7 separate regions of the Mus musculus genome follow, and regions 2, 3, 4, 5, 6 and 7 are each linked to region 1. The links are chromatin contacts, called in public HiChIP or PLAC-seq and promoter capture Hi-C maps. All regions are on one chromosome and are shown on one strand. The core of a region is the stretch at or near the end of the contact, and the rest is flanking DNA. Distances in the headings are between cores, read along the strand shown.

Region 1 (3,913 bases), core at 578-3,077:
AGGCACAGCCTGAGCCGATATGGGTGACTTCCCCATTTCCTGAAGTGAAGGTGCACTTTCTCTGCCTTATTGTCTAGTCTAGCCTCTTCCTGTCTCAGACCCATAGATTGGGGGGGGGGGGGGGGAGAAAACTCCTATGCAAAGTCATACGCATGCCTGTCCCTTCCCTGAAGCTGACCTTTAAAAAGTTCCACCCCATTCAATGGCAGCTTTCTGAGCCAATTGCTCTATTTTTTTCTTCCCCCTCTTAAATCCATTGCCTAACAATCTCTTGTTTAACCTTTTGCCAAATTCTCCACTTCTGTCAGAGGTGACTCTGAGTGAGCAGGTAACTTCTACCTTTGCACCTCTATCGAAACAGGTCCAAAGGTTCCAGAGCAGCTGGCAGGACACTCAGAGCAAGATCCGGTGGCTTCAGGTGCGCCTCGTCCTGGAGCGTGGAAAGGCAGAGGCAGCTTCATGTGGTGCTGAACAGAGAGAGCTAGCTGCAAGAGAAGCCATTCCTCAACCTAGCTGCTGTGACCATTCTCAAGAGGTAAGCTGCCTTCTCTGGCCTATGGGCTAGAGGGAGTAGATAGATATGGCGGGGGAGAAAGTGAGTGTGTATTCATCTGTAACCTGACTAAAGCTCTTTCATAACAGGGGTGATAATCTCTCAGCTCACTTGTGTGGGAGGCAAAGAAAGATGTCAATTTGAAAGGAAAACATTTGAGCCACTTGACTCTTAGAAGAGGAAAAAAAAATCAAAAGAATTGGAAGAGAATGTGAGGGTATAAAGCCTTTTGTAAAGGGTAAAGTTGGAGCAAGGATGCAGGTTTCTTTCATCTTCCATTCAGAAATTCTTAAGAGGAGCCACTTAACAATTGTTGATGTCTCCGGAGGGAGGAAGGACTTCCGGGTTGTGACACTCTTAGGGTCTGGAAAGCATCCTAAAGGCAGGGTATGTGGTGACATTAGGAGCATCTCCTATAAGGGGAGTAGTATGCCTAACCCACTAGTATAGCTAGTGGTAGAGCTATAGTTGACCTAGTCTGTCTCTACGGTCTGCTCCATCGTATAGAAATCTTGGGCGATGTCAGAATCCTCCCCATGTGGGAAACATTTAGAGTGTCATTACCATGCGGTGGAACTGGATGGAAAGACAAGACAACAAGATCTTAGAATGACCCAGCCCTTGCTGAAACGGACACTTAATTCTAGAGATCCATGACGTCAAAAACAACAATTAGACTAGTTGGTGTGCTCCTGCTATGGGAGATGGGATAAAACAGGACTTAGAAACCAGAGATAGATATCCTAGATAGACATCTGAGGCTTGGCATGCACTTTCCCACCTGAGGTTTTCCTGGGGGGGGGGGGGACGCCGGGGGGGGGGGGGAGAAAAGTCTCCTGGGAAGCTGAGCTCCAAAATTAAACAAAAGCTAGAGGCACCTCTATCCGTCCTTCCCAAGGGGTCAGACCTGCAGGTCTCTGAGGTGTGGCACCGGTTTGTTTTTCCTGGTCTTTATAGCAGGGGTGGGTGGGTATGGGGTGCTCTCTGCACAAAGAAGGAATCCTAAGGTAGGCTAGCACTCTAGTGAAGTCTTCACCTTGAACTTCCTGTCAATCCTTGGAGGGATCAAGGCCGGGAAAATGCTACTTGATTCTGCGTGTCGTGAGGTTGCAGCGGGAGTGGGGGAGAGGGAGGGGGCAGAACCTGTCATCTCTCTTCCAATTCTGAGACCGAGGTCTCCTTGTGTCCCTGGGAGACCAGAACCTCAAAGGGTGATCGATTAAGACAACTGTGAACCCGGATAATGCTGAGGTGTAAGAGGGGTCACAGAACACATTTCATCCTTAAACTTGGCGGGGTGAGAGCCGGAGCTGAGCTGGTGTGTCTGCGGAAAGGGAGCCACTTCAACTGAATGGCTCTCTGCCCCCGTGGTTCCTGGCTTATTTATCTATTCTGTTGTCTCTGCGAGGTGCAGAGGTGCCTGGCTTTTTGAATCAGGGAGGTCTGGGGACTGGCGAAAGGAGCTACACAGAGAAAGAGACAGTCGTGCTGCATCTAACCTAAGGGCGGAGGTCCCTCTAGCTGGACTTTCCTGTCCTGCGAACGCAGCGGGGAACAACGTCACCTCCGTTTCTCTGGCAATGAACCCAGGGCCACCTCAACTCGTTTTCATTTGGATTTTCATCTTGGAGAAGAGCTAGTGGGACCAGCGGGAGCAGGTGGACTGTGTTGATGCAAAGGTGGCTCGTGTTTCAGCCCCTGGGGATTGAGGTTAAAGGCTTTGAAAACCGGCTAGGGTAGCTTTGGATATCTGTCTCCTCCTAGTCAAAAGCGGTTCCACTTTCAGTTGTGAAGGAGGAGGGAAAAAAAAGCCAAACCAGGAAGTGAAGTCCCCAGCACCAGCATGTCAGAAAGCCCGGCTATGGCCTGGCTGGGACAGATCAGGGCAGGGCAGAAGTGGGGCCACTAGCCAGGCTGCCTGCCTGCCTGCCTGCATGGACGCTCTGAAGTCACCCTGCCCGCGGAGAAGCCCGGGGTGAGGAAGGGAGGACCGAGGCTCTCCTGCCAGCAAGAAGCCGGAGCCAGAAAGCCTCACTCGGAAGCTCCAAGGCGTGCGTGCGGCCCTTCCCAGGGTAAGGGATCTGGAGCCGGGTGTGATCCTAGGACGGGGCTCCTGCACGCGTGACAGAGGCATCCCAAATCCCTCCTCCCTGCCCACTTCAGGAAGCTGCTTGGAATTCAAAGCTTGCTGTGCCTCCACGTGTGCGCGCCATGCTCTCTCTGCCTGGGAGTGGAGGGCTCCTCTGCATCAGGAGGGATGAGGGGAAGGAGGAAGAGGACACAGGGAGGGACTTTCTCTTAAGGGGTGGAATACAAGCAGAGACCTTTTGGCAGACCCGAGCACGTGGCGGCATAGCTCCCTGGGGTGGGCTGGGGGGTGGGGGTGGGGGGTTAACCCTGATTTTCACTGAGTTTTGACTCCCTCTGATGGTAAGAGCTAAGGAATCAGTCCAAAGAGATGGAGATACAGGCCGAATGAAGCTGGGTCTCTTTTCAGAGCTATAAACACTGGTTAGACCTAAGATGCTCTTAAAGGGTTTTGGGAGCCTTGAAAAGGGGCTGCAGGAGCTGGGCTTTGATACCTCCTAGTGGTATCGCCCCTCCCCCTCCCCTTTGACAGTCTAGTCTGAATGGCAGGGTTGAATCTAAACTTCCTACTTACAGTTGATTGGTGCCTTGTAAGAGGCAGGGTCTAAAATAAAATAAAGCATTGGTCAGGTTTAAAAACTGGAGATAGAAGGCAGTGGATTCTGACCCCGCCCTCTGTGTGCACATGGCAGTTATTTCAGGTAATTTTAGAATTCACCTTGGAAGGAACAGTATAAAATCTTGTGAGCATCACTCATGTGTCCGTCTCTACCAATGAAAGGCACAATAGACTAAATAAAACAATAGCTGTAAATGCAGGCGCTTTGAGAAAAGCAGGTAGCTTACTTAGGCAGGCGAAGTAGCTGGTGTATTTATGGGATATTGGTGTTGGAGACACTAGAAAAAATTGCAGCTCCTATAACCCAGAGAAGCATATTCAATTTAATTAAAAAAAATACTGTTCAGATAAACGAAATTTCAGCCAAGCTATATTACAATTTTATTTTATTTTATTTATTTATTTATTTTGAAACTGATTTTTCACTTTACTTCTTAGGCAGGTGGGGCTGGCCATCTGCCTGTCTCAGCTGCCCAAGTGCTGGGGTTATATGCCTGGGTATATGCTAGTTATTTAGGGCAAAGATACCTTCCACAATATCAGTGTGCCTCTGTGCACCTCAGTGCTACCTCACAGTGAAGAGGCACGTCCTGGGACAGTATGCTACAGAAGGGCAGAGAACTGAGTTCACTGCCAGCACATAGTAGATATCA
Region 2 (3,913 bases), core at 973-3,472, 1.5 Mb before region 1:
TCTTTCCTGGATAGGGAGGGTGTCTCAGCCTAGGCCTGGTAGACTTCAGAGGACTTCTGAGCATGCTCAGTTTTATACTCTTGGGTCAAGGAGAGCTTTCCTTCTTTCTTCTCTTAAACTGTGTTATGAGCGTGTCAGTCTCTTGCCTATTTGAACCCGACAGCAGGATGTGCACCGCTTTAAACCTGTCGGGTTCACGTGTGCTTGTGAACCATGAGGAGGGCAGATGGGTGTCACCTTCCAAATTTACAGGTTACCCTGCAGGACACTTTCTAAGTCACCAAGTCTCAGGGCTGACTCTAGGGATAAGAGTGTGTTCCTGGATGTCTTTCTGTCAGCTGCAGGCCCGAGTGTCACTCTGTTGATGTGTCCAGCCATCTTTGAAATAGCTGGGCATGGTCTCTGGTGAGATCTGGTTCACCACCACATCCAGGCTGTGTGACTTGGGGCAGATTTCCCCTCTCCATTCACCTGTCAGTAGGATGACTATCAGAATGAAGTATACAAAGTACAGGCTCATAGCACCATGAGATGAGGGGTCTTACCCTACCAATGACACCCGTTCCCTAGGGTGATGCTACAACTCACCTCCACTAACTTCCCCAAGCACTTTATTATGTATTTAGGAAGACCAGAAAGAGGAGGAATCTTGAATATAGAGAGAATATTTGTGATATCACAAAAGTTTTTAAAGTAGCTGTCAGGTAATTAATTGTCTATACAGTTTACCCAGCTATCTGGGTTACTCTCCAAGACCCTTCCTGCAAGGACTCGCTCTCTCTAACTTCAGTTCCTGGCACTGGGTTTTTTTTTTTTCCCGGCCATTTCTGCCTCTCCTCTGCTCCCATCAAGTCCTAAAGACTCCTGCAGGACAGGGGGACAGACATCTGGGAATAGAGCAAAGATAAGTAGGAAGTAGAATGCATCTAGGAAGTGGGGTCCAGCCTGCAAAACTCACGAACTTCCCCTCATGACTCACTTAAAACAGCGCCATCTACAGGCTCCAAATATTTCTACACACAAGCCTGTGGGGGACATTTCACACTCAGGCCACTACAAAAGACAGCTAGGCTGCATGGAGTTGCTAACACATGAAGTCTAACCTTGCAGGTTACTTAAGGGTGGGCATTCTGAGGCAAAGTAGACACTTTCTTGACCTGAAAAGATGAAGCCAATCAAAAATGAGAAGTCTTTCTTCAGAGTTTAGAAGTCAGAGGATCTCACTGTAAACTATTGACCGTGGTGGACGTCAGAAACCTCAACAGCAACAAGACCAATTTCCCATAGGTGGGCCCAGGGAATTCAGAACATTCCCAGACAGCAGGCTGGGGTCTGCACGCAGTCATGAGATGCAGTTACTAACGTATCAGAAACACGCACAGAAACATGTCTTTAGTCTTAATAATATTTTCTTTATTAAAATTAAGTCTTTTCTCTGTTTGAGACAAGGCTCACTGGGTATCCCTGTTAGCCTTGAAGTCACTGTTTGGAGTAACCTCAAACTCACAGAGATCTACGTGATGAGATCAAAGGTGCGGCTGACCATGCACAGCTAAAAACCAATTTTGTAGGGCAAATTCCTGTTGGGAAGTCCAGTCCTGTCAAGACTCTGCCCCCTTCCTGTCTTACGTCCCTCTTAAGCTCTTCACTCCCTTATAAGTACAGCAAGATGGGGCACTGCAGGGTGCGGAAAGTGACACCTGTCACTGTGGATGCAACCATGTTTTCAGAAAATGGGTTTTACACAAAGAGAAAGATCTTCTTGGGACCTCTTTCCATCCTTGGAGAGCAGAGCATTTGGCGTGAGTGGCCCGTCTTCTCCTCGCTGCCTGTGAAATGTGTGCTGAGGAAGGTTATGAGGAGAAGCAGAGCGCAGAGCCGGGTGGTGGCCAGCAGGATGGCTCACGTGGCACCCGGACATCTAACCTGGCAGGACAAATGAACTCTGCACACAAAGAAGAGGCAAACGCAGTGATTTGTGGTTGCTGTGAATAGAACTGTCCTTGCTGGGGTATCCTTTCGGCGTCATGAGTCTTGTTTAAGGTGTTTCCTTCCGTCAGGATCCCTGGAGATTGTTTCTGCAGATTCTGTTTAGCTCCGGAAACACTGACTTTGCTCTTTTTTATATTCTTCCCACTTCAGTGACAACACTCTCCAGTGCCTTTGACATCGTGTGATGACTCTGAAGAATGCCTGGAAACCGCTCACGCAGCCTCTTTGCTTTCCCTTTAGAGGTGGTTGCTGCCAATGCAAGGCAATCAGGGACAGCATGTGACACGTGGCTAGAGCTGACTGCTGTGTGTGGGTGTCATATTTAATCACAAATGACTTTTTCCTAGATATAGCCCACTCGGGGATGTTTGCTAAACCACACTCCCCAGAAGCATTTCTTCCTTTTTGGGTTTTCTTGTAGAAACAGCATCTCTTTCCCCCTTTGAATGAGATGAGGGTCTTATAAGTGACACTCTGCTATGAGTTTTTTGTTTTTTGTTTTTCAATGTAATAAATATGCTGACTTGGAACGTTTCCCTGATTTATTTGAATTTTATAGTACCGTAGAGTAGTGTTTGATAAAAGACTTTCATCTGTGTCCTTGAGAAAGCTGGTCTGTGTTTTCACCTTGGATGACAACCTTACCTTAACAAAAGAATGGTGAGGTTGTAGGAACAAGATAGGGGCAGAGGGCAGGCAAGATGGCTCCGTGAAGTGAAGGTGATTGCGGCCAAGCCTGATGACCCGATTTGCTCCCCAGAACCCACGTGTTAGAAGGCGAGAACCACCCTGTGAAGGTTGTTCTCTGACTTCCACACAGCACAAAGCCACGTGCATGCCGCAGAACATGTGATCGCGTGCACACACACTGAATACACGCCATACTTCTGTAAAGGAGGGATAACTAAGGCTCTGGGATAAAGAACGTGAGCACTAAAGGACAGTCTGGTGGAGAAGTGAGAGGGGAGTCATTTCATTTGTAACTTTCAAGTCTGTTGCTTCTACAAGTGCTGTGAATGGCCTTTGAACTAGCAGTGTTCTTTGAAGCAATTCCCTCCGCTCAGGCGGTTCCCCCCACTCATTAAAACTGCATTTGCATCAGGTTGGCTTTCATGGCGTAGCCTACTTTTTTTTCCCATAGCCTACTTTTGAAAAATGTGTCAGTGAACGACTTATCCTATAAGCAGTAAATAAATAAATAAATAAATAAATAAATATTAAGAAATTAAAGCATGAATCTGGTGCAAAACTTCCCTCATGTTCCTTCTTGAGGAAGTTGTTTGACTCTTGTGTCATGAGACAAAGTGGTCCTGTTGACTGTTGGGAAGAGCCTGCTGTCCTGAGGACAGACACACAGATCTCAGTTAGGCATGTGTGGGGTGTGTGTGTGTGTACAGCTGTTCAGGGTTCTTACAGTCTTGCCTTGTTTTTAGGGACAGGTTTAAATAAGAAGCCACGAGGATTTTATACTCTCTAGTCTATGAGGCTGTTTACTTCACAGACGTTTACTGACCACCCACTGTGTGCTAAGTACCTACTGTGTGTCAGTATCTACTGTGTTTCAGCTATGTTTGGCACTGTCCTAGACATGGGACTGAGCAATGATTAAACAGACATTCTGTACTTACATTAGGGTACTTTACATGTGCTGAGGACTGTCTCCCAAAATAGGATTCTTTTGTTGAGCTATGGATTGTTGACCCCTAGGGGTTTTTACATTACATAAAACGTGCTGACATATTGGCTGATGAGAAAAAGCTTAGACTTTGAAAGCCAAGAACCTGTTTTCCAGAACCTTCTAGATAGAACTCAGCTTGAAGACTGATGTGGTGGGAAAGAGGTTCCCCATCATCAAGGTAGGTTTAAATGCCTTGTCCCAGGCTCCCATTGAATGACTTGGGTCTGTTACTATCGTTGTAAT
Region 3 (3,913 bases), core at 981-3,480, 1.5 Mb before region 1:
ATTTAGTATTTTTCAACAGTGAGAATTCAACCAAGAACCTTGCAGTGTACTAGGCAAACATCTAAGAGTGAGCTATATCCCCAGCCCTAAAGACCTTTATATTTAAAACATTTTTTAAGGAAACAGAAAACAACCACTAACCTCCACCTGCAGCATAGAAGCTGACATATAAAAGTGGAAATGGTCAGGCCCAAAGATACATTCTGATCTTAGCAAGGCCATGTGTGAGCTGTGTCCCCGGGGCTTCTCGCCGAGGAAGTCTAAACAGGACAGTGGGCCTAATGAGGAGGTGAGGTTGTACAGAGAGTTCGGCTGGAGCCCAGGGAGAGGCGGCTCTGGCTTCACAGCCTTCCTTAGCCTTGTACTTCACAGGCCCTGCCTGGCTTTGCTCAGACCCTGGACGTGGCAGGTGGATCTGCATACCTTGCAGTGATAAGCATGCTCAAAACCACACCCAGCTCCTTAATTAGATGGGTCTGTAGCTGCTGACAGTGACCTGCATAATTGGACTCCATTACTGTGGAGTCATAAGACCTGACAGAGAGCCAAGGAATATACCCAGGTATGACGTGCGAGAAGGGAGTAATGGGTGCCTACAGAGGTTCCTGCGTTTTGGTTAAGGTGATTCTCTGGAACCTGGTAATTTGAAGATAGGGTCCTTGGAATGTTTTTTTTCACCTGAAGCCTTGCTTAAGTTTTCTCATTTGTGATATAGGACAGCACGTCTCTTGCCCATAGACAGATTCAAAGATAAAGACGTTCGTGCCCTTCCATTGTGACTGAGTTATATAGTTGTCCTTATCACTGCTAACTGTCCCTGAGGAGAGTAAAGCCAAGATGTTGGTTATCTTAAATAAGTGATGGATGCATGTGTGTGTGTGTGTATGCCAGTTGTGAATGTATGTGCACCACATATGTGCAGAAGTCTACCAAAGCCAGAAGGCATCAGGTTCCTGAAACTGTAATTATAGGTAGATATGAACAACCATGTCAGTGCTAGGAATGAACCTGGGTCCTCTGCAAGAGCGATATGAGCTCTTAACCTCTGAGTCATCTCTCTAGCCCCTGGCAGCTTGTATTTTTGTGACAGGGTCTCTCACTGGCTTGAAGTTTACAGGTTGGGCTATACTGTCCTGCCAGTGGCCTCAGGGATCTTTATGCCTTTGGAGACCAAGGCTGCCTTTGACACAGGTCCTGGTAATGAAACTCAGGACTGTGTGTTTACCCAGTAAGCACCTTGCTGACTGAGCTATTTCTGCAACCCAAGAAGAGTGCGTCTTAAGATACTCAATTTTAAGTCTGACTTGAGAGTCAGTCATATCAGGGTTGGACATGGAACTCAGCAGTGGATAAAGAAACCTCGTTTCTCTAAGTGTGAATCTGACCTTTCCTCTGTCATTTCTGTTTCTTGGTGAAGGAAACTCTTCACTGGGCTTGAGGTTTCCCCTTTGGAAGGTGGCCTGAGAAACGAAGGTCCACTGGGGCTCCTCGCTGTTTGCACAGTATTTTGTAGGACCTGTGCATTACAACCATCTGTGACTTGGACACTCCAGGCACGGTGAGGTAACCTGTAGTCTCAGTACCCAGTGGGCTGAGGCAGGAGGGCCATGGGTCAAAGGTCAGCCTGGGCTACATATCAATACTGTCTTCTAAGAAGTGGGAAGACAGCAACCTTTTTAAAAGCTGTGGGCCCCATGGCTCACGCTGGGATTTGATTTCATAACTTTTAAGCTCTGCCGCTAGATTGCTGACCTGTGTGGCTAGAACGACCTCAGCTAAGAGTTCAAGTGACAAGTTCAAGTTTGTAAAATCAATAGAGAGAAAGGGACTTGGGGGGGGGGGTGGCCCCGGAGCGGGGGAGGGTTGGGGGAGGGGAGTAAGGGTTTGCCAGAGCCATTTCAGTGACCTGTGTTGAAATCTTGTGATTTATGGAAGTTGTTGAGAAATTATACAGAAAATTGGCAACAAGGGAAGTTGCTCTTGAAATCCATCCTATTAAGATAAAATTGGTTTCTTAAAAAGTCTTCATAGATTTAGTTCTTAAACCAGTGCCCAGTGCCGTTACTTGTTACTTATGTGTCTCCCTCCCCCTTTACCAGGCATCGCGTGGCACCTCCTCTATCCCAGGGACGCTAATTCTGTTTTCTGGTCAGGCCAGTCCTTTCAGGGTACATCTCCCCCACCCCCATCTTAGCAGCAACATTGTTTTTGGCAAACATCTCATTGGGAAGCCAAATTCAAGCTCAGGCCTGACTGTAGGTCCTGCTAACATTAATCCCCATTGTTGGGGCACTGTGTTGCATGATTGCATAAATATTAGAGTCTTGCAAAAGCACTGGTAATTACACACTTATACATCTGTGGCTACTGGTAATCTTTTATAAATATGTGTAGACTACATAGCAGCAAGATGAGGCAGGCTCAATTCTAGGCTATCTATAAAACTGAGAAATTTTTCAGTATTTGTGATATATGAGTGTGTATGTGGAGGCAATAAAAATCAAATTTGGTGGACGGAAGAGAGGTAACTCAGAAGTCTAGAGTGACTGTCACTTTTACAAAGGACCTGAGTTTGGTGCCTGGAATCTACCTGGTGGCTCATTATGATGGTAATTCCAATTCCAGAGGACTCAGTGCTGTCTCTGTCCTCTGCAGACTCCCATGCAATGGTGCCCACGAGCTTACACAAGCACACACATAAACTGAAAATAATTTAAAAAATAAAATCTGGAGACTAGAGAGAAAGCTCAGTGGATAAAGTAATTGTAAGCATAAGGCTTGAAGTGGGATCTCTAGTGCTTACATAACAGCTGGGCAGGCATGGCAGGCCACATGTAATCCCAGCACTTGGGAGGCAAAGAAAAACGGTCCCTTGAAAGCTTGGCTAGATATGCTGAATTGGGCAACTCTGGGGTCAGGGAGGGACTCTGCCTTAATAAATAAAATGGAAAGCCACTGAGGAAGATAACTGATGTCAACCTCGGACCACACACATGTGCACGCGTGTGCGTGCGAGACACACACACACACACAGTGACCCATATTCATCTGAACACATACACACCGCATACAAAAATACTAATATGTTAAAAAAAAAAAGAGGGGTTGGTGAGATGGCTCAGCGGATAAGAGCACTGACTGCCCTTCTGAAGGTCCTGAGTTCAAACCCCAGCAACCACATGGTGGCTCACAACCACCAGTAATGAGATCTGATGCCCTCTTCTGGTGCATTTGAAGTCAGCTACAGTGTACTTATGTATAATAATAAACAAATCTTAAGAAAAAAAGAAAAAGAAAGAAAGAAAGACAGGAAAGACAGACCGACCTGAAAAGTATTCCAAACTGTCTAGGTGAAGTCACCATGACTTTGGTTCAACCATTTAATCCCATCAGACTTCATTTCCAACACCCATGATGATAAGCGTAATGTACTTGTCTAAGGAACTCACCTATGAGTTTTGCATTCAGTTATAAACAGGGCTATTTTGGGTGAAAGCATTAAAATTGTAAAGTTCAAATAGAAAACTATTGCTGTTGGATGCTGGAAAGCGGGGGACAGTGAGGAGCAAGGCTTTCCCACAGCACATGGGCACCCCTTAAAGGCTACACAAGTTCACAGAAAAATTAAGGTACAGCTTTTCCGTACATCCCAGCCTCACTTCAGTGCATAGTCTCCTCCACCATTATCAACATCCCTCACCAAAGCAGTAGTGACTAGCAGAGAGCCACATGTATCTGGGGATAAGGAGAGATATTTGGAAGGTAGTTAAGGATTATGCTGGCTTAAGGAAGTGGGGATGGGGGCTCCTCCAGACCCATGACTTCTCTAAACCCAAGTAGTTGGCTAGGCCTCCAGCACCAGGCATGGCTTCCCTTCTGTTGAGTGTGTCTTAAGTTTAATTAGAGAGCTATG
Region 4 (3,913 bases), core at 1,023-3,522, 1.4 Mb before region 1:
AGTTACAGTTAGTTGGTAGCTGCCATGTGGGAACCTGGGAGCTGGTCCTCTGGAAGAACAGCCAGTGCTCCTTAGTGCTGAACCATCTCTCCAGCCTCTATCCATTCAGTTACTAAACCTAGACTTGGGGAGAAGCATACTGAATCTCCCACGCTGAGGTTGGGCGGTGAGTGACTATACCCAGGTGTGCAACGGCACTGGGAGGCTGTAGACTTAGAAGCCCCATCTTGAAGTACTCAGGCACTGTACTCACATAAAGCGCATTCGTCTCCCAGCCGCCGCCGGGCTCTGAGAAGCCACAGCCATTTAAGGTCTTCATTGCTTAGCTCCTGGCGGTTGCCACAGCCACCAAGCTGCTGGGAAATGCAAGATTCTCCAAGACACACCGCTTTCTTTGGGGAGGGGGTGTGTGTGTGCTTGAGTCTTTACATAAATGAGAAAGCCTAACATTGTCATCTTCATTTGGCTGTGGAACGTGTTTGTATTTGGATTGGAGTGTGGGTGTGCCTCGTGTTCTGGGGACTCTCTTAAAACAGCAGTAAACCTTGAAATAGACGCTCCTAGAATACTGTGTGGCCTCCTTCCTCCCTCCCTTCTCCCCTCCCTTGTCCCCTCCCTCCCTCCCTTGTCCCCTCCCTCCCTCCTCCCCCTCCCTCTCATTCTCCTTCGTTTCCTTCCTTTTTTTTTCTTTTGTCTTTTGAGACAGAAGTCTTATCATACCCAGTCTATCTTCAAACTCAACACTAGCCTTGAGTCATCTGATCCCCCTGTCTCTATCTTTCCAGCTCTGGGATCACAGGCGTGTATCACCACCAAGCCTGGCTAAGTTATTAACTCTTGCAGGCTAAGTATTTTACGACTTTTATTTTCTTAGATAGAACAGTTAGTCTTTTTTTTTCTCACCTAAGATTTTGGTTTAAAAGGGATATATTCTGTGTGGATGATTTGTGTGAAATCACTTCTGTGCAAGTTTGAATAAAGCTGGGGACAGTAAGAATTTGTAAGATTAAAGCAGAAACAGAAGGGGACCCGCTCCTGGGTCTGGTTGTGCCAGGTCTGAATGGTGAGGTTCTGATCTTCGTGTGTGCCTGGTCTGAACAATGAGGTTCGGGTCTAGTTACGGGCTGGGTATGAACAGCGAGGTTCTATAGTCGTATCCACATCTGACTCGCTGCCACACTGCATGGCTGCTTTTCCTTGTTGGGGAGATGGCTCTTCTTTAGATAACCTTTCAACACCCAGGAGGAAAACCTCTAGCAAGGACTTGCTCCAGCCCAGAACCAAAGGTTAAAAAACACAGCTGCCTTCTCTGGGGAAAACAAAACCAACTTTGTGCTCCTTTGGTCATAAGAAACACATTGGCACCTCCTTAACACCTTGTCAGTAAGGACAATCTGTGTAGTGGCCAAGCCTGGGGGTGGAGCTGCCCTGTTGGGTTTGCCTTCTAAAGCTTTGCTACCTGACAGTACACAAGGCATAATCATTCATCAGTCGGGACCCTCCCTCCTTTCTTGTTAGCCCCTCCCCACTCTGTTACAGCCATGATGGTGCCATACCACACAAGGGCTCATGAAGCTGAGATGCCCCCAGCGCAACTCCCCAGAGTGCACAAGGCCATCCCTCCTCCTTCCCCATATCTTAAAAGGCAGCAGGCGCGCCTCAGAGTGCAGCTTGCATGCTGCCTGGGTATCTCTCTTCAGGAACTTGTAGAAAGTTTTTGATTCCTCACACAAGAGGGAAAGAACAAAGGCTTGGTTTTTTTTAAATCTGACTTGGCAGTGTGTTTTGTTCTTGTTCTTGAGCGTGGGTGTGCCTCATGTTCTGGGATCTCACTTCAAACCAAACAAGCCAGCAGCCCAGGAGGATATGTGCCGGAGGGAGGAGGAGGGCTGCGAGGCTCCTACTGTACCTGCCAGGTTGGGGTTCGAGTCTTATAGGCTCATCCACTTTACTTAATGGCAGTGAGTGTTAGAGCTCTAGGTTCCTGCTCTACAAAGTTGAGATGAAAATGACCTATCCTGCGTGGCCCTTGACCTGTGTGACTTTTGAAGTTCCAAAAAGCTCACACTGGTCCCAGGAGCCTTACTGGAGGAGATGGTCCTACCCAGTTACCTTCTCCAAGCATGAGCCCCCTTCCCTTAAAGGAGCTCCAGGGAGGGAGGTGCGGTGTGCCCACACCCTTGTTTGTCTCTCTCTCACCCCAACCCTCTCCAACCCTCTCTGCCTGCTGTGGCCCTCCCCGCCCCCACTCAGCTTATCAGCTCTGAGTTTTTATCGCACAGGGCCTGGGACAGTGGAGACAGATGTGTCCCAGCTGTGCATTCCCTCCCAGCGCCTGCTTTATAAGGAGATTGGCTGTGCAGCCTGGCTGGTCCATCAGTCCAGACTTCAGATTTCACTGGCGCGTTCAGGTGCCCTGGGATTCCATTTCACCAGCATCCCGAACACATTTCTTGGTTACACCCACTCCCCGCAAGGGGAACCTTAAGACACAGAAAATATGGCTTAGCCAAAAGCCTCGACTGTGGAAACCGCTTATAGCAGATTCACCAGGAAAGCCTGTCTCATTTATAGACAGTCCAGTCTCTGTTTGCCCAGAAACACAATACAGTCAACGGACAAGGCCACAGAGCGATGTGGCAGACCGGCTCCTCCCATTTCTCCTAAGATTCTGTGAAAGTTGACTGGCACTTACTACCTCGAATTTAGATTTTGTTTTTCACTTATAGGGTTTTTGGTTGCTGTGTATACTACTGATATGTAAAAGCTGTTTTACTGTTTTTGGATTTAAAATGAGGACTAGGATGAAAATATGTGCCATAAATATACACACAGTTTATTCTGGCATACTTTTCAAAGCAAGGAGCATATGGACTTTCTCATGCCACTAAAATGATGGGGTGAGGAGTTAGCATGCTGGGCTGGTTTTTATGGTTCAGGACACAATCTCTACAAATTATTATTATTATTATTATTATTATTATTATTATTATTATTAATTATTGGGACAGGCATGCATTTGCATGTGTCATAGTATTCTTATGGAAGTCAGAGGACAGTCTGTGAGAGTCAGTTCTCTCCTTCCACTATGTGGGAGCTAAGGAACCAATCTCAGAGAGTCAGGATTAGTGGCAGATTCTGTGGAGGTTTGGTCCATTGCTATGTACTGAAATGCTCAATTCTGTACTGGCAGGTCTAAGCCTATGAGTGAATTCTCACATTTACCAGCTCTTGTTGTGCAAATCTTGCTCCTTAATTTGGAACTATTGGTTAATAAAGATGACAACAGCCTTTAGCTGTGGAGAAGAGAGGTGAGTGGTGCTTGGGTGCTCACCCCGTCCCCGGCTGGGGTCTGAAGCAGAGACCACAAGGAGAGCAGAGAGGAGAAGACTCCTTGGGGTAGGTTAATCATGAGAACACGGCCATAAGGGATGGTGAATTGGGGTTCTGGGGCCCTGGTAGAAGATGGCAAGTTATATCATGGAGTTATTAACAAAGAATTAGAAATAGCATACAGGAAGCCGGGCGTGGTGGCACATGCCTTTAATCCCAGCACTCGGGAGGCAGAGGCAGGCAGATCTCTGAGTTCGAGGCCAGTTTGGTCTACAAAGTGAGTTTCAGGACAGCCAGGGCTATACAAAGAAACCCTGTCTCAAAAAAAAAAAAAAAAAAAAGAGAGAGAAAGAAAGAAAGAAAGAAAGAAAGAAAGAAAGAAAGAAAGAAAGAGCGAGCATACAGGGTTGATATCTGCTCAGCTCTAGTGCTTTAAGGCTTATTATAAATACAAAGCTTTTGTGTCTTTCATTTGGGAATTAAATGATCTGATGGGGTAGAAAACCCCAATTAATGTTTAACAGTACAGGATTGCTCTACCCACTGAGTCATCTTGCTGGCCCTGTGCACAACTTCTGAA
Region 5 (3,913 bases), core at 394-2,893, 1.4 Mb before region 1:
CACAATAGCCACAGATAATATAAAATATCTTGGGGTAACTCTAACCAAACAAGTGAAAGACCTGCATGACAAGAACTTCAAGTCTCCCGAGAAAGAAACGGAGGAAGACCTCAGAAGATGGAGAGATCGCCCATGCTTGTGGATTGACAGGATTAACATAGCACAAATGGCCGTCCTACCAAAGGCACTCTACAGAGTCAACACAATCCCCATCAAATTCCCAACACCATTCTTCAAAGACATGGAAAGACCAATTCTCAAATTCATCTAGAAAGGCAAAAAACCCAGAGCCGCGAAAACCGTTCTTAACAATAAAAGAACAGCTGGGGGAATCAGCATCCCTGACCTCAAGCCGTACTGCAGAGCAATAGTGATATTCTTAACTTTTAAGTAGCTTTTACTATGATGTATTGTTATGCTTGTTCTGGTTTATAAGTAATTATTGTTAATCCTTTATTATGTCCACCTTATAAATTGAGCTTGATCATAGGTTTGTATGTGAAGGAAGAACCGGTCCACACAGGATTTGGTATTATTTGTGGTTTGGAGAATTCATTGAGGGCCTGCAGATATGGGAAGGTCTACTCTATCATTAACTCCAAAGGCCATTTAGGGCTAATTAGCAAACCCACTCTGGGCATTGCCATATAGCATCCTATTGCTTGATCAAAAGCACTTGGCAGTGGCCAGGGCCCTTGGAGATCAAACTTGATTCTACTACTCAGGGACCTCGCCCCTCCCTCTGGCCATCCCTCTCTCTCCTCGCCCCTCCCTCTGGCCATCCCTCTCTCTTCTCCTTAAGACTTTTGATAGGGAATAGGGCCATGTTTATTTAAGTTGTTTCAAGTACAGAGCAGTAATACTGAATACTTCACTTTTTTTTTTTTTAATGAGTCAAACATGGCTTGAGTCTAAATTGTATGTCATATCTACGAAAGAGATAGTAAAGAATGTAAGCTGGAGTTTTCTAAAGAAGTAATCAGCAAAAGAATTTAATTTATGGAAAAACATTTTGTCTTTCTGTCTAGGATTATATACTTGACTGTATAGGATTTACCACACACTCTGAAATGAGGCAACCCTGAACAAACCATGAATACAGCGCTTCTCAAGGTTTTATCTCATGGCTCACTTAGAAAATGATGGACTGAGAGGTCAGCCGTTAGAGGTCTACAGCCTCCAGGCTGGAAAAGGCAGTATCGTGGGACATCTAAACCCTGTGTGTGGCTCACTGGTTGGAAAGTTCAAATTGAGATGATTAACTAGAGGAACATTAATCTCTCATAGCACCGAAAGAGTCAATAAAAATCCATTTCTATTTCTGACTAGAGTTAGGTAAGGAGTTCGAGGATTGAATCTTTAAAATGTGAGCACTTACGATGAATTTATTTCAGGGCTGTGGATGTGAAAGTCTGTACCATGAATAGGTCTTAGGTGACAGGCAGTTTGGGGGGTTGTTCCTGGAGGAGGAGGTGTTCTGTTTATTCTGCTGGGTTCAGATAAGGCTCTTAAATCATCGTTTCAGGCCAGTGAACACAATGCAAGGGAAGCTGTTTGTCGTGCCTGGTCACTAGGCAACTGGACAGGCTGGGAGAGGGATTGCTCAGAGCCACCCTGCATGTCTGGCTACAGTGCAGTCCAAGCACACGTTACTGAGGCTATCTGCAACAATGTCACATGGGGCAGAAATGTGCAGCGCTAGAGCTGACCAGGCAGAGTTCCCAGGCTCAACCTTCCTTGTAATAAACTCAGGGAACCGGCTGCTTTCCACAGTCCCATCTTTACTCAGATCACCGCAGTGGGAGGGAGGATCCCGGCCTTTCATTGGCCCTCACTACAGAGAGGCTCAGTCTTTGAGCCCTGGCTCAGACTCTCCTAGGTTGTGGAGAGTCCTTGCACTTGGGTGGGGCTGGGGGCTGGGGTAGGGAAAGTCTGTGTGCCTCTGTGCCAAGGAATCAGTGTTCTCCTTTGCAAAAGTGCTTGACTTCTGGATGCTGTTGGAGGGAGGAGTGGAGATGCGGCCCCTGAAGCTGCTCTAATTCCAGGTGGAACCATAAAAGGAAATGATAATTGACTCTAATTGTCCTCAGCCCAGAGGAGACAAATGAGGGCTTTTCTTGGTAGTACTCCTAAGTGCCAGCTCTTGTTAGGGATGAGACCTGAAACATTCTCTTTCTGTTACCTCAGCAGGACTCAGGCCATAATTAGATGCTGAAATTCACTTTGTAGTAGAAAGTGATAAGTGCTAATGTTGGCTGTGGCACTGGACTGCTTTCCCAGGTCTCCCGGGTCAGGTTGGGTCGGGTTGGTGTGTGCTTCCTAATTGCTGAGCTCTGAGAGATGACAGATGATTAAAGTTTGAGCAAAGCTAGGCTTCCTCCAGCAGCTTGAGTTAGACCCAGGTCCTGGCTTGCAAGCTTCGATCTTTACATCTGCCTTCAGATCTGTCTGGTGGGGCTCAGAACCCCCAAATTTGACCAGGACAGCCCCTTTTATTTATTGAGTGTATCTGGCTCCCGAGCAAGTTTTTGTTTGAAGAAAAGATCCCAAGGCTGAAAATGTTTTGAAAAACCATTGCCAGAAACCACAGGTTGGTGCCATGAATATCTGCACCCATGTTTAGTTTCCAAAATCCTTTCTTTCATATTTTCTTCATTTAATTGATTTTTTTAAAAAAATGTAAGTCTAACAATATAAGGAGTATCTCTAACAGGTCCAGCATGTCTGCCCTTCCTCCCTGTCCTGCTCTGTTCAGCCTTGACAGGTTGATACCTGCTCTGCACATTTCTGTCCTTGTTGATAATCTTTTAAAAATTTCACTGCAAACCAACCACAGAATCCAAACATTTAACGTTGTAGAAGTGAGGCCACTTTACTCTTCTGTTCCCATCAGTCACCGCTAATAATTAACAAAAAAACTCTTATGTTCCTATCACTCACTGCTAATAAGTAACAAAAAATGTACAGTACTTGTTTTCTCTTATTTCCATATAATTTTGCCTTCCAAAAAAACCAACATTATAGTATGTATGATAACTGGTGACCTGTTTTTCACCTGACAATTTGTCTTTTAAAAAAATCCATACCAACACACTGGCTTCCTTCTAATGCCTGTGAAGTTTTCCACTATACACTCGCACCATCATTTACCTAGGTGCTCCCCAATTGTTGGACATGCAGGCTGTTTCCAGAACATTTTGCCACCCTATAAATTATTTAGTAAATATCATGTCACCGGTATACCTTTAAATTTACTTAGGTGTTTATTTTTATTAGGCAGTCTTCCAAAAGCAGGCTCCCGGGATCAGAACCTATATGTATTTATTTATTTTTTAATATTGAGAAAACATTTTCAAAGGGTGTCAACACACAACTCCCACTAGCTGTGTATGGATATACATAATTTCTTAGATTTTCCCCAGCCCTGAATATTACTACTTGTTGGAAATATGAATCCCTTTGTAGTTAGAAGGCATAAAGCTATCATTGTGTGTGCATCTGTGAGTGTGTTTTTTTCTGCATTGGTTTTTATAAATGACTGTTTCCCATTATCTGGAGGAAGACGGCCATTCAGAATGTCTGGGGGGGGGGTGCTAGAGAAAGATGTCCTTTGAAGACTCAGCCCTGCTCTTTGTCCCATCAGTTTGCAGCACAGAGGAAAGGCGCTGGACGGGTAGTGCACATCTGCAATCTCCCGGAGGGCAGCTGCACGGAGAATGACGTCATTAACCTGGGGCTGCCCTTTGGCAAGGTCACTAATTACATCCTCATGAAGTCAACTAATCAGGTAGGCCTTACACAGTCCCTCTGTGGGATTTGTGGTGAGCTGCATGGTGGTGAAAGGAGACTGGAGGCATCTTTTTAAATATAAGGAGGTGAAGCACCGTTGGCTTCTCTGGCAAGCAAGGCACGG
Region 6 (3,913 bases), core at 518-3,017, 1.4 Mb before region 1:
GTATTTAGCTCATTTACATTTCCAATGCTATACCAAAAGTCCCCCATACCCACCTACCCCCACTCCCCTACCCACCCACTCCCCCTTTTTGGCCCTGGCGTTCCCCTGTACTGGGGCATATAAAGTTTGCAAGTCCAATGGGGCTCTCTTTCCATTGATGGCCGACTAGGCCATCTTTTGATACATATGCAGCTAGAGACAAGAGCTCTGGGGTACTGCTTAGTTCATATTGTTGTTCCACCTATAGGGTTGCAGTTCCCTTTAGTTCCTTGGGTGCTTTCTCTAGTTTCTCCATTGGGGGCCCTGTGGTCCATTCAATAGCTGACTGTGAGCATCCACTTCTGTGTTTGCTAGGCCCTGGCATAGTCTCACAAGAGACAGCTATATCTGGGTCCTTTCAGCAAAATCTTGCTAGTGTATGCAATGGTGTCAGCGTTTGGAAGCTGATCATGGGATGGATCTCTGGATATGGCAATCAGTAGATGGTCCATCCTTTCGTCACAGCTCCAAACTTTGTCTCTGTAACTCCTTCCATGGGTGTTTTGTTTCCTATTCTAAGAAGGGGCAAAGTGTCCACACTTTGGTCTTCGTTCTCTTGAGTTTAATGTGTTTAGCAAATTGTATCTTATATCTTGGGTATCCTAAGTTTCTGGGCTAATATCCACTTATCAGTGAGTACATATTGTTTGTTTGTTTTTTAAGATTAAACTTTTTCTGGTGCTGGGGGATCTTCTAACTTGTTAACCTTTAAGTGATATAGGATGTGTGACATTTGGCTTCATGTGAATGACTTAAATTTACCCAAAGAATCGAGGATGAGTCAAAGGATTCTGTGAACTTTAGAAGACTCAAGCTTGGGGCCGAGGAATAATGTAAATAGAATTTGGAGAGGTTTGGTTTGGAAGGTAATTGGAATAGATCTTTGGATTCTTTTCGTTTGCAGGAATGTTTAATAAAGGCGATTTTTGTTATCTTGACTTTTTGTAACAAATATGCACAGAACAGATTAGAATGAGCCACTGGAGGTGGGGGGATTGTTTTTACATATGCATGTGTGGGCGTGCACACTCGTGACGTCAAGTTTGACTAGTCAATATACTTCCACCCATGGGATCAAACTCAGGCTGTCAGACCAGCACCTTTTCCCACCACCGAGTTATCCAGCTGGCCTCTTGTTTTACATTTTTGTGTTTGTGATGTGTGCTACTAGTTCTGCTTATTTTTGTTTGAAACAGGGTCTCTAGGAGGCCTAGCTAGTCTCTTAACTCTTGGTCCTGTCTCTCTGTTTTGCACCATAGGCTTGTCAGCAAAATCTGGAAAATGCGTGTCCTGATTTGGTATTTGTTCAGGCTTTGCCACGAAAACAAAACAAGACAAAACAAAACCAAAACCAAAAACCAAAAACCAAACAAAAACAAAAACAAAAACAAAAACAAAAACAAAACACCCAGTTGGTTGATATATTCCTAAATTACAAGTACGTGGCATTGTGTTGTGATATCATCTCACTAGGAAGACAACCAGATCATAACTATGCTTTAATTACCTGAGAGAGAAGTGTCGGGGAAGGAGTTAGGAAGAAAGCCCCCAAGGACTCACTAGGCATGCAGAAGGTTTTCCTAGGGATCAGGTGAGTCTATAGCTAAGACCAGCTAGGCGTCTTGATTAAACTCCATAGAGATTCGCTCAGCCCTCTCCGGGGCACCATTTCAGAGGTAATGAGCCCAGGGGAGTAGCCTAGGCGTCCAACCAAGCAGCTCTGCATTGTAATCTCATGCCCCCGTACTATAGAAGAGTTAATTTGCTAGAGCAGCTCCTAGCACTTGAGCAGATGCTTAAGGACATTTCAAAGCTTGCAGGCGAGCAGCCAGGCGGAAAGAAAGGATACAGAAGGCCAAAGCTTGAGCGGGAGAGGGCGATTCCTTCAGCCGTTTTGAACCTGTGGAGGTTGCTAGAGTTGTTTCTCTCCTTGACTTTGGGGGCTCAGTTTATCAGGTTTGGTGGTCGGCCCCTTTGCCCACTGGGTCAAAGTTTGGATATGCTAAATTAGCCTTAGGCTTGCTGTGTAACCAAAAAATGACCCTGGGCTTCTGATTCCTGTGTGTCTTAAATATTAAATATTGGGATTACAGCTGGGAACTACTGTAACAAAGTTCTAGAAATAAAAAGTTGTACATAACTAGGAAAAAAAATCTAACCAGGCGGTGTTGGTACATTGCTTTAACCCAAGCACTTGGGAGGCAGGGGCAGGCAGATCTCTGAGTTCTAGGCCAGCCTGCTCTATAGTGAGTCCCAGGATAACCAGGGTTACACAGAGAAACCTTGCATCAAAAACAGAAACAAAATAAAACAAACAAACAAAAAAACCTGAAAGAAAAACCACCCCAAAAAATATCTCATAGAAATCTGTTTTCTTTTGCTTTTTAAATACCTAGATAATCACATTGACTTTTAGCTCTTAAGACTCACAAACTCAGCCGGGCGTGGTGGTGAACGCCTTTAATCCCAGCACTCGGGAGGCAGAGGCAGGCGGATTTCTGAGTTCGAGGCCAGCCTGGTCTACAAAGTGAGCTCCAGGACAGCCAGGGCTATACAGAGAAACCCTGTCTCGAAAAACCAAAAAAAAGACTCACAAACTCTAAAATATTTACTGATTTCTTCTTTTTAGGAAGAATTTGCCAGTCTATGCTTAAATGGGTGATGCACAGCGTCTTTAGGAGTTATATGTGGCAAGGAAGAAGGGGGTGTAAATAGGTTCAGGCAGTATTTGTGTAGTCCTTGTAGGAAGTCCTGTGGGTTCTGTGTAGAAACACAATGTGGCTTCTGTCCCTGGGGAGCTTACCCTCCAGAGTTGGATGGTGGAAATTGGCTGGCTCTTGGGTGCCTGTGGATAGGTTGATGAGACAAGATGACCCCAACAGACTTTAAATGTGTCAGCTTGTCACTGGGTTATCTTGGCCAGAACATGTCTTCCCAGAAGGTCTCTGCTGGAGCAGTTCCAGGTGTACAAGGAAGATCATCAGATCAGGTGAGAACCACGAGACCAGCAGGGAAGAAGCCAAGGCCGGAATGTCAACCAGGATGGGGTGGCACTGTGATATTGGTTCAGGCAGGAGGCCAGAGAGTGGCACAGCACAGGAGAAACAAGTATGTAGGGCTCAGCAGTTCTGCCTGGTCGGTGGCTTTCTATTCTAGAGACGGGGGCTAAGTTGACTCTTCAGCTTCCTGGGCTCCAGGGTGGCTTAGTACAGCAGGGGTGCAGGGTGGCCCTCTCAGTGCAAAGGCCTGTGGGTATGTTGCTGCTTGTGCTTGTGGCCTTGAGACGTGTGCATGGTAATCTCTCTTGGTTCTCCCAGAAAAGATGACGATATGGCTTGTTATCTTTTCACCTTCTGCTCCAACTGAAGAAACCATACGCAGGAGAAACAGGTGCACTGGAGCCATGAGCCTTTGCTCTGAGGCAGCGTCAGTTGGTGGTGTGGTCTCTCACGCTCTCCAGTTTTGCAGTAGATCCTATGTTTTCAAGAGAACATCGGGGTGCCTCCGTGACCACCCCAGCGCATGCTGTGTAATTCTGAAGCTCCTGTGACAGGGAATCAGGTTGGAAGGGGAACATTACCCAGGACATCCTAGCTCACCACTATCAGAAGCCACTCAGGAGATGACTGTAGGGCTGATTGTAGACTGACCCCTGTCTAAGTGGGTCCTGAACAAGCTAGGCAGAAGGGTGTAAGCTATTTTTGCTAAGCCACCCAGGGGATGGCTTGGCAGTGTGGGATGAAGGTAGGCTTGGGGGTCAGGAGAATGCTATCTAGAGTCCAGGTTTTGTTTCTTAGTGGTTTGTCAATGGGCAAGTAACAGCTTGGTATGTGTAAATGTGCATGTTATATATGCCTGTATATGTGCATATGTA
Region 7 (3,913 bases), core at 467-2,966, 1.3 Mb before region 1:
AGTGAGTTTTAAAAATAGATATAATTAGGCTTTTCTTAGACAACTGAACTTGGTTTTTCATTGGAGAAAATTTAAAAGAGGATTGCCTAATTTTTTTGTTTTGTTTTGTTTTTTTGAGACAGGGTTTCTCTGTGTAGCTGTGGCTGTCCTGGAACTCACTCTGTAGACCAGGCTGGCCTTGAACTCAGAAATCCACCTGCCTCTGCCTCCCAAGTGCTGGGATTAAAGGCGTGCGCCACCACCGCCCGGCTGCCTAATTTTTAAGTTGTTATTTTAATACATGTTTTTCTTAAGTATCTTTATAGATATATTTTATCTTAGCTACATTGTGTCAACTTTTCTATTCTGACTCTCTCTTTGTATGAAAAATGTTTATTTAAATTAATATCACTGTCCACTGATTATCACGGTCAGTTGTCACATTACAACTTTGTGAAAGAACACTGCCATAGGAAAGTAGTATTCCCTCCCCCATTTTTAAAAGTACTTACATGCTCATTAAAAATAAAGTGTCGCAGCTGGGCACAGTGGTGTGCATTACCCAGGAAGCCCCCGGCTGGGGTGATTGCTGGAGCCCAAGGTTTGGGTGCATCCTGACTCACATAGCCTCAGAAACAGCAGCAGCAAACAAAATCCAATATAGAAAGGCAGAAGAGAGACCGACAATACAGATACATTGCTGCTGGCAGTTTGAAACATTTCACTCTAGTCTTATGTATTATACTGAAACAAAGGAAAAACTTAAAATGGTAATGGGAGGAAAGGAATAGAGATGTGCAAACAGATCAATAAAAAGAAATCAGCTCTCTGATCCTTTTCAGATAAATTTTGGACATTTTAAAAAATTTTGGGATACATTTCTGGACCATTATAATGTATTGACTCATTAACAGTTTTTGAGAAATTTAAAAAGGTAATATCTTTGAGCCCTTTTGATAAGATTTTTAAAATATCAAAATAAGAAATGGATTTGGGAATATCAGAATTTTTCATGTTGTTGTAGGCAGCCTGTTTGCTTAAGAATTACCAAAGATGAATTGAGTATTTTGTCTTATAGTGGATGGTACTGGAAACTTGCATACTGGGTTTTGCAGCTTCTTGGTGATGCAGTGTTCTATGTTTAACATTAAAATATTGCAGTTAAGTTTCAGATATGTTCTATTATATTTTGTTCTACACACTTAAAAATTGATTTTGTCTCAAGTGACTTCCAGCCCTAATGAGAGAAGTGCATCCTTACAATGAACATGGGCGCTGTCTTAGTCAGTGTTCTATTACAGTGAAGAGACATGGTGGTCATGGCATCTTAGCATGGTAGCTTAGAGTTCTACATCTAGATCCAAAGGCAGTAGAAAGAGACAGACTCTGGGCTTGATGTGGGCTTCTGAAATAGCCCACTCTCCACTTCTTCCAACAAAGCCACACCTCCTCCTAATTCTTTCGAATAGTGCCATTCCCTGGTGACCAAACATTTAAATCTGAGCCCATGGAGACCATTCTAATTCAAACTACTACAGGAGCCTACAGAGACTCATGTTTGCCCAGGATACAGAAAACAAGCCACTGATGGTAGGCCCACCCCTAAACAAATCACTCTAGCAACCCTCTTAAGGCTCAGTGAACATAACAGAAGTGGGGTCAGGAAGTCTGTAAGAACCAGAGGACAGGGTGAAGGGCTACAAAAAAGCCATTCCCTGAATTGGATACAGCTGCTATAACTAAATCAACTACAGTTTCCTGCACTGGGTCCACAGTCAAGGAAGCGGGTGGGGTTCACAGGGGTCCAACAGATCCTGGGAAAGGAGCAATAGCAATCACTTGCTTTTGTTTTGAGCTCTCTGCTCCATCCACCAGGCTACAATGGCTAGTTCCAAAGCCATAGTCACGAAGATGGCCCTGGGTATTCTTATTGGGTCACAAAGCAAACCAAATAGACAAAGCTGCATGAAAGATTTGTGGAAAAGGGGAGGATGGGCAGGGTTGGTAAGGACAGAGAAAAGTGGTCAGTATTCAAAGAGTACATCTGCCAAACTAAAATGCCATAATAATAAAAAAGAAAAAATTATTTTTTCTTAAATATATTTAGACAATCCAATATAGATTTTTCTCAAGTAATGTGCATACACGAGATGACTCACTCCTGAGCTTTTAAAATAGTCTCAAAAAAAACCCCAAAAAACCCAATCTGTGGGTGGGAATGCTTCATCCCATGTCCCCTATAGGAGAGTAGCTGCTGAGTGACTGGCCTTAGTACTGGCTTCGTGCACATAGCTCACTGTCCATTGTTGACAGAAGTTTAGTCTTTTGTAAAAAGAAATACTGATTTTTTTTTTTCTCTAAAAATGTTAGCATTCTGTCTAAACTCCATCTCCACACTGTAGTGGGCCTGATCCACTATAAAAGGGGCTGCTTGCCCCCTCCTCCCTCTCTTGTTCCTTTATTACTCTCTTGGACTCTTGCTCACTTGTTCTTCCCTTTCCCCCCTCTCTCCACATGCTCATAGCCAGCCTCTACTTCTCTACTCTTTCTCTCTTTGCCTTTCTCTGGCTCTACTACCCACTTAACTCCCCTCCCATGCCCTGGGTCATTTCACTCAGGGTTTTTCAGTGGTTATCAAGAAATATAAAACGTTTTCTATCTATAACCTCATTGTTTGGTGTTTGTGTTATACAGGGTCCCCACAATTTGACTAATTGACAAGTTTTCTCTCTTAGGACTTGATTCCATAGTATTTGCTATCAGATTATAGTTTATCTAAGTCAGTTGGTATGTAATGAATATGCAATAAATATATAATCAATTATCTATTCATAATAATACAAAATAAACATAATCAGTGGCTTTTAAAAATTGAATGAACTTAGTAGATTAACTGTTTCTGATTTGCAATTTTTCTTTGAATTTCTTAGATGCTAAGTGTTAGTTTAGTCTTTAATGCATATGGCTTGAAGGCTGGAGAGATGGCTCAGCAGTTAAAGGTTAGGCCCACCACTAAAATAATAATAATAATAATAATAATAATAATAATAATAATATAGTAATACTTGAATAGAATTTATTTGAAACCTAATATTTACTCCCCCCCACTATTTTAGCATTTTATATTTCAGCATTTTTAGCATTTTAGTATCATATTTTAATATTCTGGTGTTATAATAACATTTTAGTGTTATTTTCAATATTACCTTAAATAGTAAGCTTTAATCCCTAAAAGTTTTAAAATTCTTTTAGTTTTTTCAGGAGCAATAGAATTACTTTTATGGATCCAGACATTATTTACTAAAAATCTCGTTTGAATGTTTTTTAACAAATGGCAATAAATAACTTTACAGGAACAGGAATCGGTAAGGAATTTAGAGAGTAGGAAGTTAACTATTCCAGATTGTCATGTCTTTTACTAAACAATAAATACGTGAAGGATAGAAGCTCTCTTCATTGTTCAAAGAGATAATAAGAGAAATGGAAACAGTCTGTGAGCCAGAAAAGCATTAAGATTGTCAGTTTCTGTGTTGCCTGAAGTGGGAGGGAGGGAGGGAGGGAGGGAGGGAGGGAGGGAGGGAGGGAGGGAGGGAGGAAGGGAGGGAGGGAGGGAGGGAGACATCAGCCATACCTTTAGAGTGTTACCCAGTGACAGGGGTGCAGTCCCTGCTTTCCCTGTCCCTTATACAAGCACTTGCTTAGAGAAACCCACAGACTAAGTCTTTCAAGGGGTGGGGAGGAAGGGTTTGTTTGAGTGTCAGATTGCTCTATTTCTCTAAGTCTACTTGTTGGTTGATCCTGTTTAATCGATATTTCAAACCTTTTTTTTTTTTTTTTATGTCTGTGTATTACATTTGGGTGAAAGTTTTGTTCCATATTTTCTTTTTGTCGTGTGGGGTTCTTTTTTTTCTTGGGGAAACTCATTTTTTAGTAG

What was found. Promoter capture Hi-C pulls out the DNA fragments that hold promoters and counts their contacts. HiChIP or PLAC-seq counts read pairs in DNA pulled down with a chosen protein or histone mark.
Region 2: a promoter capture Hi-C map of hippocampal neurons shows a contact between it and region 1, with 6 times the contacts expected there. The contact joins the enhancer-like site here to the promoter of Acsl5 in region 1. A contact is called at or near these places in 9 of 39 promoter capture datasets (the 3T3-L1 cell line, 3T3-L1-derived adipocytes, cranial neural crest and 5 more) and 6 of 115 datasets of contacts at active chromatin or transcription factors (the 230-238 cell line, embryonic stem cells, epiblast stem cells and 2 more).
Region 3: a promoter capture Hi-C map of liver shows a contact between it and region 1, with 4 times the contacts expected there. The contact joins the enhancer-like site here to the promoter of Acsl5 in region 1. A contact is called at or near these places in 14 of 39 promoter capture datasets (the 3T3-L1 cell line, 3T3-L1-derived adipocytes, the HPC-7 cell line and 8 more), 11 of 115 datasets of contacts at active chromatin or transcription factors (the NIH/3T3 cell line, T-cell acute lymphoblastic leukemia, differentiating embryonic stem cells and 7 more) and 1 of 9 other capture datasets (adipose tissue).
Region 4: a promoter capture Hi-C map of hippocampal neurons shows a contact between it and region 1, with 5 times the contacts expected there. The contact joins the enhancer-like site here to the promoter of Acsl5 in region 1. A contact is called at or near these places in 12 of 39 promoter capture datasets (the 3T3-L1 cell line, 3T3-L1-derived adipocytes, HPC-7-derived erythroid cells and 7 more), 13 of 115 datasets of contacts at active chromatin or transcription factors (the NIH/3T3 cell line, T-cell acute lymphoblastic leukemia, differentiating embryonic stem cells and 9 more) and 1 of 9 other capture datasets (adipose tissue).
Region 5: a contact with region 1 is called in an HNF4G HiChIP or PLAC-seq map of pancreatic cancer cells. The contact joins the enhancer-like site here to the promoter of Acsl5 in region 1. A contact is called at or near these places in 12 of 39 promoter capture datasets (the 3T3-L1 cell line, 3T3-L1-derived adipocytes, cranial neural crest and 7 more) and 10 of 115 datasets of contacts at active chromatin or transcription factors (acute myeloid leukemia, astrocytes, embryonic forebrain and 5 more).
Region 6: a contact with region 1 is called in an H3K27ac HiChIP or PLAC-seq map of large pre-B cells, with 6 times the contacts expected there. The contact joins the enhancer-like site here to the promoter of Acsl5 in region 1. A contact is called at or near these places in 8 of 39 promoter capture datasets (the C10 cell line, the HPC-7 cell line, cranial neural crest and 5 more), 1 of 484 Hi-C or Micro-C datasets (B cells), 9 of 115 datasets of contacts at active chromatin or transcription factors (embryonic forebrain, embryonic stem cells, hepatocytes and 4 more) and 1 of 9 other capture datasets (embryonic stem cells).
Region 7: a contact with region 1 is called in an H3K4me3 HiChIP or PLAC-seq map of neural tube, with 7 times the contacts expected there. The contact joins the enhancer-like site here to the promoter of Acsl5 in region 1. A contact is called at or near these places in 12 of 39 promoter capture datasets (the 3T3-L1 cell line, the HPC-7 cell line, HPC-7-derived erythroid cells and 8 more), 4 of 115 datasets of contacts at active chromatin or transcription factors (T-cell acute lymphoblastic leukemia, embryonic stem cells, neural tube and 1 more) and 1 of 9 other capture datasets (adipose tissue).

What each region holds. Positions count from the first base shown.
Region 1 is chr19:55,251,542-55,255,454 of GRCm38.p6, forward strand. Acsl5 (acyl-CoA synthetase long-chain family member 5) reads left to right here and starts at 1,828. Exons shown (of 22, transcript NM_027976.2): 1 at 1,828-2,625.
Region 2 is chr19:53,755,714-53,759,626 of GRCm38.p6, forward strand. The region is part of intron 1 of Rbm20 (RNA binding motif protein 20); the gene reads left to right. It overlaps Gm30943 (a long non-coding RNA gene), which reads left to right. Exons shown (of 2, transcript XR_386793.2): 2 at 2,143-2,526. Among named protein-coding and RNA genes, the nearest start is that of Gm30943, 3.4 kb to the left of the region's middle. Within about 2 kb of position 2,223, at least 5 of the 459 cell types and tissues checked have an H3K27ac peak or open chromatin away from gene starts, as enhancers often do. A contact at or near this core is called in hippocampal neurons, where this site is marked.
Region 3 is chr19:53,779,186-53,783,098 of GRCm38.p6, forward strand. The region is part of intron 1 of Rbm20 (RNA binding motif protein 20); the gene reads left to right. The region is part of intron 1 of Gm30890 (a long non-coding RNA gene); the gene reads right to left. Among named protein-coding and RNA genes, the nearest start is that of Gm30890, 5.9 kb to the right of the region's middle. Within about 2 kb of position 2,231, at least 26 of the 459 cell types and tissues checked have an H3K27ac peak or open chromatin away from gene starts, as enhancers often do. A contact at or near this core is called in 3T3-L1-derived adipocytes, adipose tissue, hematopoietic stem and progenitor cells and 1 more, where this site is marked.
Region 4 is chr19:53,807,954-53,811,866 of GRCm38.p6, forward strand. All of the region lies in intron 1 of Rbm20 (RNA binding motif protein 20), which reads left to right. Among named protein-coding and RNA genes, the nearest start is that of Gm16299, 15 kb to the right of the region's middle. Within about 2 kb of position 2,273, at least 56 of the 459 cell types and tissues checked have an H3K27ac peak or open chromatin away from gene starts, as enhancers often do. A contact at or near this core is called in T-cell acute lymphoblastic leukemia, where this site is marked.
Region 5 is chr19:53,829,003-53,832,915 of GRCm38.p6, forward strand. Rbm20 (RNA binding motif protein 20) reads left to right here. Exons shown (of 14, transcript NM_001170847.1): 6 at 3,644-3,787. Among named protein-coding and RNA genes, the nearest start is that of Gm16299, 5.7 kb to the left of the region's middle. Within about 2 kb of position 1,644, at least 137 of the 459 cell types and tissues checked have an H3K27ac peak or open chromatin away from gene starts, as enhancers often do. A contact at or near this core is called in astrocytes and pancreatic cancer cells, where this site is marked.
Region 6 is chr19:53,883,879-53,887,791 of GRCm38.p6, forward strand. All of the region lies in intron 3 of Gm30990 (basic salivary proline-rich protein 2-like), which reads right to left. Among named protein-coding and RNA genes, the nearest start is that of Pdcd4, 18 kb to the right of the region's middle. Within about 2 kb of position 1,768, at least 13 of the 459 cell types and tissues checked have an H3K27ac peak or open chromatin away from gene starts, as enhancers often do. A contact at or near this core is called in hepatocytes, liver and pro-B cells, where this site is marked.
Region 7 is chr19:53,988,540-53,992,452 of GRCm38.p6, forward strand. The region is part of intron 2 of Shoc2 (Shoc2, leucine rich repeat scaffold protein); the gene reads left to right. Among named protein-coding and RNA genes, the nearest start is that of Shoc2, 46 kb to the left of the region's middle. Within about 2 kb of position 1,717, at least 6 of the 459 cell types and tissues checked have an H3K27ac peak or open chromatin away from gene starts, as enhancers often do. A contact at or near this core is called in neural tube, where this site is marked.